Linked DNA regions of Urocitellus parryii: region 1 is linked to region 2. The links are chromatin contacts, called in public Hi-C maps. All regions are on one chromosome and are shown on one strand. The core of a region is the stretch at or near the end of the contact, and the rest is flanking DNA. Distances in the headings are between cores, read along the strand shown. Region 1 holds the start of B3gnt2 (UDP-GlcNAc:betaGal beta-1,3-N-acetylglucosaminyltransferase 2). Region 2 holds the start of Commd1 (copper metabolism domain containing 1).

Region 1 (3,431 bases), core at 888-3,387, 230 kb after region 2:
GACTATAGATAAGTGGGTTTGAATTCTACATTGAATTTTTCCCCCAAGTCAGAACGACTGTTGCTAATACACTCCAAGTTGGACTAATAAATGGCAACTTGGAGAGAATGCCCTTATTTTTAAATTTCAGGGCCTGGGCAGCCTTTGGCAGCTGTGAAGGACACAAGCTTAATTTTCTTGTTGGTTGCTAGCTGACATTGTAGCAGTTCCTTTACTAAAAACTGCTTGGCTGGCAGTCCTTGAAAGCATGTCTGTGGCTACTGGGAATGAATTTTAAAAGAAGAAACTCGCACAGTAACAAAATATCATTTTGATAGCTTAGAAGGATCTTCTTCAGATATCAGCTTTGCCCCCTTACAACATTTAAAGATCAAAACAGAGCCTACAAACATCTTTATTTAAACCAAGGGACATGACTTAAGATTATTTATTTTTACACGAATTGATTTATCTATTAATGTACAGTTCCTGTAGATTTCTTCTAATTTGTTTCTTTAAAAGTCTTGTTAGTTTTCTAAATTATGGGAATAAATAAAACTGGAAAAACAACATTCAAGTTTTGTATGCCCTTTTAAATTTACCTCCCTTTCTTACCCGCCCCCATCCCAAACTCCAGTAACTATGGTTAATGGTCCATGTGCATCATTTCAAATGTCTCTCCTAGGAATACACAAAAATACAATTTGTTTCTTGGATTTCAAGTCGTAGTCTTAGTAAAATCATGTGATCAACATAAAAGCAGGAAGATCTTGAGACTGCAGTTCATAGCCCTTCCAGATCCACTGACTCACAATCCTTATTTCTAGAGGGTCATACCCACGTGGCTCTGTGCATCCAGCGACAATGTGCTCTTTAGGTGCTGATGGTGATGATGGATTGAGCTGAATTTGAAGGTACCCGAAATTTCTTACATTAGCAATTCCCTCCCTTTGGCTAACTTCACCTCTTGACAGCTTTCTGAGAAAAAAAAAATAATAATTGCAAATAGTTAATTCCTCAGAACGATTACCCAGAGGGGATCAGCCCAGGGGAGTAAGGACAAGGTGAGGCAGCGCTTGCAGGTGCACCTTGGGCGGGTCTTGCCAGCTAGGCTGGACCTTTCGAACCCGCGCAACTTCTCCATCCGGTCGCGCCAGGTGTCAGCCGGCCGGACTCCTAGTGGCATGTAGTGCTCTGGCGAGACAGCAGGGGCGCTGGGTTAGGAGGACGCTTCGGCGCTCAGAGAGGTCCGGCTGGTGGGTGTGGTTGACGCCTAGCCTCCATCCAGCTTGCTGAGCCGAGCAATGTCGCGAGGGGTCAGCGTTCAGCTATTTGGCTATGCCTAGGTACCTGCATTTTGGACTGCGGCGTCGGGTTAGCAGCCCCGCGCCAGGCACCTTGCATTTCCGGCTTCCTGAGACACGAGGGGGACCTCGAGGAAACCCTCTGCACTTCACTGCTAGGAGGAACAAGACTCCCCCAAAGGTCTTGGGCGGCTTCATAAACCCGAGGATCTTGTGGCAGTGCCCAGTGGGCACCACCCTAGACCTCGGGCATCCAAGAGGTGGCTGCAGGTACTGAGTGGGCATGAAACAAAGGTCACGTTCCACTTTGTCCCTGTACCCGCCCCCCCACCATCTCCCACTGCGGAACGATTTCTAACCCACCCCTGCACCTGAGGGGCTGCTGGGATTCACTCTAGGCCCAGTCACACATAGCCCTGGCCAGGAAAGCTCACTGGGGTCCTCATCAAGTGAGGAAAAGAAATCTCCTTGCATGGAGCGGACTGCAAAGAGGGGCCAACTGAAGACATTTAGGTTAGACCTGAGTTAAAAGTGATTTTTTTAAAGTTTCAAGCTGCCCTGTTTTTCGGGAAGGGTTTATTTCCTAGGGGGTCCCTTTTCTCCAGTGTAACCCCTTGCTTGCTAGGTGTGGACGTAGAGTTCGTTGGGTCCCCGGAAGCCACGGGAAGCACGAGCCTGGGCGGGTCCAGGGAGCCAAGTAGCTGGCCGGCAGGAGACCGGCCTTCCCAAAACTTGGGGCGCTGGGCGGACTCCGGTGCTGGGCGGTGACGCGAGGGGCGGCGCCGAGCCTGATTGGCGCGTCGGTCGGGGGCGGGCCCAGGGCGGGCGCCGAGAGTCAGCCGCGGCGCCGGGAGCCGGAGCCTTGAGAGAGGCGTAGCGGCTGCGGAGGCAACAAGTGCTGGAGGCAAGCCGGAACTGTTCACGCCGCAGACTCCGCCGGGCCGCCCGTCCCGGGCGCCGCGCATGGAGCGTGAGCGGCGGCGGTCGCCGGGCTGAGCCGCGCGGAGCGGCTGGGACGTGGATGAGGCCGAGATCTCCCGCCCCCGCCCCGCCGAGCTGGAGCTGCTCCTGGACAAGGTAGGGCCCTAGCGGGTGGTCACCCCCACCTCTTTTCTTCTCGCTCTTCCCTCCCCCGCTGCTTATCCGGGCCCACTCTGTCCGCCCCCCTCCCAACTCACTCCTCGGGGCCCCGTGACTGGACCCCCTCTTTCCTCCCACCTCCTCTCCAGTTCCGGCTCCATACCGGCGCCCCGGCGGAGGAAACCGTTCCTAAGTGGCTTCTGCCGCATTTACGCTTCTTGCCTTCCGCTGGGGTTTCTGCATCTTCCGAACCCTAGATGAAGAGGATAACGAAACCCCCAGTTGCGCGTCTTTGGAGCCTCCTGCTCCATTCCACACCCACCCCCTGGGGCCCAGGGATATTCCCCCTCCTCTCTGCACCCTAACTTCCGGGGGATCCCGCGCCCTGGGCTGCAGGATTTGGGAAGGGGCTTCTGGGTCGGGGCGTCCTCTTCTGGGGTATCTGGGTATTTGGGGGAGGGGAGCCGTGTGCGATTTCTCTCTGGCACCCCCGCACCCCACCCTCGCACTGCGCTGGTCTCCAGTGCCGCATGGGGAGATCAGGTGTTTTGTGAGCCAGGGAGCCGCCGGCACCCGCTCCCCACCCCCAACCTCTTGCACTGCCACCTCCGGTTCCCCATAGACTGGTTTCTGCGAAACTTAGGGAGAACCTTTCGCTTTGACCTCTAAAAATATTTCCACGCTGCCCGCGTTGAATGATTAACCAGGCTGCTGGTCCGAGACACCGCGAGGGTGGGGGTAGCTGGCAGGCCAGGGAGCGCGCAAAGCCGCTCTCTGAAAAACACCTCTCGGGGAAGGTGGGCGTGGGGGCCTTGGGCTGTCGTGCTGGTCTGGTGGCTGCGGGATGGCAGGTGGACCCTTCTGGAGTTAATAAAACTGAGTCACCTTGTTACTTTCCAGGCCATGGTTTTTTACATTCTAGGTTGGGGAGCCGCTGAACCCCCTCTTTACCCATCAAGTGGAGGAACAGACAAGAAATCCCCCACAAGTGTCACAGCGTGAAAGGTCGTCTTTAAAAAAAACATTACATACATTTATAACCTCGGTTGTTGATGGGAAGGCTTTCTC
Region 2 (3,884 bases), core at 124-2,623:
TAATATGAATTATTTCCTTTTTAAAATTCTAAATTATAACCAGGTCGTTATATTAATTTAAAAAACTTTTTTTTTGTAGTTGTAGATGGACAGCATGACTTTATCCTATTTATTTATTTTTTATGTGGTGCTGAGAGTCGAACCTAATGCCTCACATGTGCTAGCTAGGCAAGTGCTCTGCCTCTGAGCTACAACTCCAGCTCCATTACATTAATTTTTGGAGAGTCAATTCATATATTTCCCAATATTTCTCATTCCTCTCTCCCCCAGTCTTTGGCAACTATTACTGTCTCTATGGATTTGCCAATTTTGGACATTTACTACAAAGGGATTATCCAGTATCTGGGTTTTTTTCATTTAGCCAGATACTGGATTTTTTTTTTTTTTTTCATACGAAGGATTGAACCAGGGGTGCTTAAACACCCCAGCCTTTTCTATTTTTTAAATTTTGAGACAGGGTCTTGTTGAGTTTCTTAAGGCCTCCTGCTAAATTGCTGGAGCTAACTTTGAACTCACGATCCTCTTGCTTGAGTCACTGGGATTACAGTTGTGACATCGCACCTTGCTTGGATTCCTTTGTTTAGTGTTTTTAAGGTTCATTTATGTTAGCATGTATCAGTATTTTATCTTTTTTACGCCTGAGGAATAAATGGAATTTTTGTAATTTTATGAAGAGGAAGTTAAATTGTCAATGCATTGCAGGATAGCAAAGAAAGCATTGGCAAAATATTTGTTATGGACGGCAACACTGGATCAGAGCCACTGTCTAGCTGGCTACATAAGATGCATGTCTATAAAAAGGCAATCAAGGGCTGGTGCTGTAGCTCGGTGGCAGAGCACTTGCCTAGATTTGTGAGGCACTGGGTTCGATCCTTAGCACCGTATATAAATAAACAAAAGCATTCTCTCCATACACAACTACAAAAAAAAAATTTTTTTAAAGGTAATCAACAACGAAAGTAAACCAATTATGTCATCAGGAGATAGTTTTATTGAACAATGTTCCATAGGTGAGGTTTAGGCAGCAATTACAGCTGAGTGGTAGATTCCATTCAGTTAATCGGCTGGCAAGTCAAAAAGTTAAACTGGTTAACAAGGGATTTCCATCAAGCAGTCATCCTTTGGATAGGTTTTGGAGTGCTGAAAGAAATCAGCGTGAGTAAAGAAGCCTACATGGAATTGAATGCGTACGCCGGTGGGTGCCCTTCTGTGGGGATGGGTTTTACAGAGCAAAGCTGGAAGCTGCGGTCACTGACCCCTGGTAGAAGGGCCTCAAGGTTCCCAGCGTGCCTTTGCCTGGGCAATTTAGACTCATCTCGGCCGCCGTTAGAGAGCGGCTCTCAGCTGTTTGGGGGGCGGGGCTTTTGCAGACCATGGCGGGCGAGCTTGAGGGTTGCAAGTCTCTGAGCGGGCTGCTGAGCGGCCTGGCCCAGGACGCTTTCCACGGGCACCGGGGCATCACGGAGGAGCTGCTGAGGAGCCAGCTGTATCCGGAGGTGTCGGCTGAGGAGTTCCGTCCCTTTTTGGCGAAGATGAGGGGGATTCTTAAGGTATTGCTCTTCCTGAAGCCTCTGCCACAGAGCCCAGCCCCTTCCTTTCAGCCCTTAGATTCGCCCCAAGCCCCAAGTCTGAAAAGACTTTGCTCTTCAGATTTCTATGTAGTGGGCTCCATTCACATTGCGCCGCTTCAGATCTGAGGAGCTCATTCTGCATCCCGTCTCTTTCCTAAGGGTGACCTCTTTCTGCTCAAGTACTGTCCCCAAGGCTGACTGTCACTCTTTTTGGGTGGTTATCAATTTCGCGTTTCCTCGGCGTTTATGGGCTCTGGACTTTTAAAAATTAAGAGCGCTGGGTTGATCTCCAGCTTTCTAGGTTGTGGACGTTTGAGAGCCTTAAAATGAGCCACTATTTGCTGGCTTATTTAAGGAGTGGATTGGCCAGAATGAACACCTGTTAAGCAGTCAACTGTATGGTTAAGAGCATTTTTACCGATTGGAAGTCAAAATATGGATCAGCCTGCCCCATAAAATTATGTGAAACAAACATAGTAGGTGAAATAATTTTAATGCTTTATTTAGCCCAGTGTTTTCAAAGTATTATCACTTTATATGTAATCAGGATACAAAATATTAAGAATTGTAATTTTTTTCACTAAGTCTTTGAAATCGGTTTGTATTTTGCACTTAAAGCACATATCAATTCTAACTAACAACATTTGAAATGCACAGTAATTGCATGTGGTTAATTATTGTGGTATTGGACAACTTTGGTTTAGACCAAGAAATTAGTCATAGGAATACATCTAGTACCAAAATGTACTTTTGAAAAAGACTTAAAAATAATGCTTTTTTTTTTTTTTGGTGGATTTTGAATGTGTTAGGAACTACACTAAGCATTTTACATGTTACTTCCTTTGTTTTTTGCAAAAACATGGTGAACACTCATTTCATTTCATTTTTTTTTTTTTTTGAAGACAAGGTCTTGTTATGTTGGCCAGGTGGGCCTAGAACTCATGAACCTCCTGCCTGACCTGTGGAGTAGTGGGATTGCATAAACCACTAACAATCCTTCTATTTCTGTTAATTTGTAATCTTAAGTATCAGAGAAGACTTTGTAGAAAATTTGGCATCATACTGAGTTTTGAGTGTTTATTGTGCTTATGGGGATGAGGATAAGGGACTGCATATAGTCATGTTTTGTTGGTCTTAGTACCTTCATATATTGGGGGCTGCTATTCCTCTTTAGGTGGACCATATTTTGATTCTTGGTTTTGTTATGAGATAAAAATTGTGAGATATTCAGAGAAGCGATTGCCCGAAAATTTCCTCCTTTATTTTCTTTTAAATACATTGCTGATTAATATCCAGGATACTTAAGTTTGCTGAGCAATTCTGGGTTGCAATGTTGTCATGGCTCTCTTGGTACTGAGAGAAGGCACCAGAAAATTTGCCTGTGCCTGGTAACATGGTCTTTGTGCAGCTGATTGGTCTGAGGAACCAAGGAAGAAAATCTTTGGTTGTTTAACGTAAAACTGAAACCTCAGGCTCAGGGTGACATCTTCTTTTAATCTTCATTTATCTCATAAGTAGTACTGAAGGTTAAATGTGTAATTTTTATGGAAACATGAAAAGTAAATGTTTTTAAACAAAAAGCTTTGAGCAGAGATAGAATGTCATTCAAGAGGGAACATGTTCAAATATGCATGATGCAGGAGTACTATAGTATTAGTAAAAAGAAGTGTGATTAAGCAACTGGACAGTAAAGAGATATTCTTTCTGGCAGGCTTCATGGGGATGCCATTTTTGTTGCTCTTGAAGAAAGTGAAATTGGTTTTTTTTGGTGGTGCTCAGATTGAATGCAGGTCCTTACAATGCTATGCAAACACTACCTTTAAACTTCATCCCCAATCCTTTTTATTTTTATTTTTTTGAACTTTAACACAGGGTCTCACTGAATTGCTCAAGCTGTCCTAGAACTTTTGATCCTCCTGCCTCAGTCTACCACTTTCTGGGATTACAGGTTTGCACCATCACACCTGGCAATGAAGAGTATTTTTTTTTAATTTTTTAATATTTATTTTTTAGTTTTCGGTGGACACAGCATCTTTGTTTGTATGTGGTGCTGAGCATCGAACCTGAGCCGCACGCATGCCAGGCAAGCGTGCTACCACTTGAGCCACATCCCCAGCTCAATGAAGAGTATTTTAAGACTGAAATGAGGGGCCAGCTACACAGGGCATTCTAGGTTAACAAAATAGAGGTGGGACAGAAAAATGTAGAGCATGTTCAGGAAGTGGTGACTAGTTCAATTCCATCCTAATGTGGTAACCAATCAGGAGTATTAGTGGAGGAGGCAAAAAAAAAAAAAAGTGAAACAATGCTTGT

The links. Hi-C and Micro-C count contacts between places; a contact is called where the count stands out from the background.
Region 1: a Hi-C map of liver shows a contact between it and region 2, with 5 times the contacts expected there. The contact joins the promoter of B3gnt2 here to the promoter of Commd1 in region 2. A contact is called at or near these places in 2 of 2 Hi-C or Micro-C datasets (liver and muscle).

The regions. Positions count from the first base shown.
Region 1 is chr12:81,883,552-81,886,982 of mUroPar1.hap1, forward strand. B3gnt2 (UDP-GlcNAc:betaGal beta-1,3-N-acetylglucosaminyltransferase 2) reads left to right here and starts at 2,138. Exons shown (of 2, transcript XM_026387198.2): 1 at 2,138-2,360.
Region 2 is chr12:81,657,655-81,661,538 of mUroPar1.hap1, forward strand. It overlaps Commd1 (copper metabolism domain containing 1), which reads left to right and starts at 1,374. Exons shown (of 3, transcript XM_026387206.2): 1 at 1,374-1,550. The coding sequence starts at 1,374.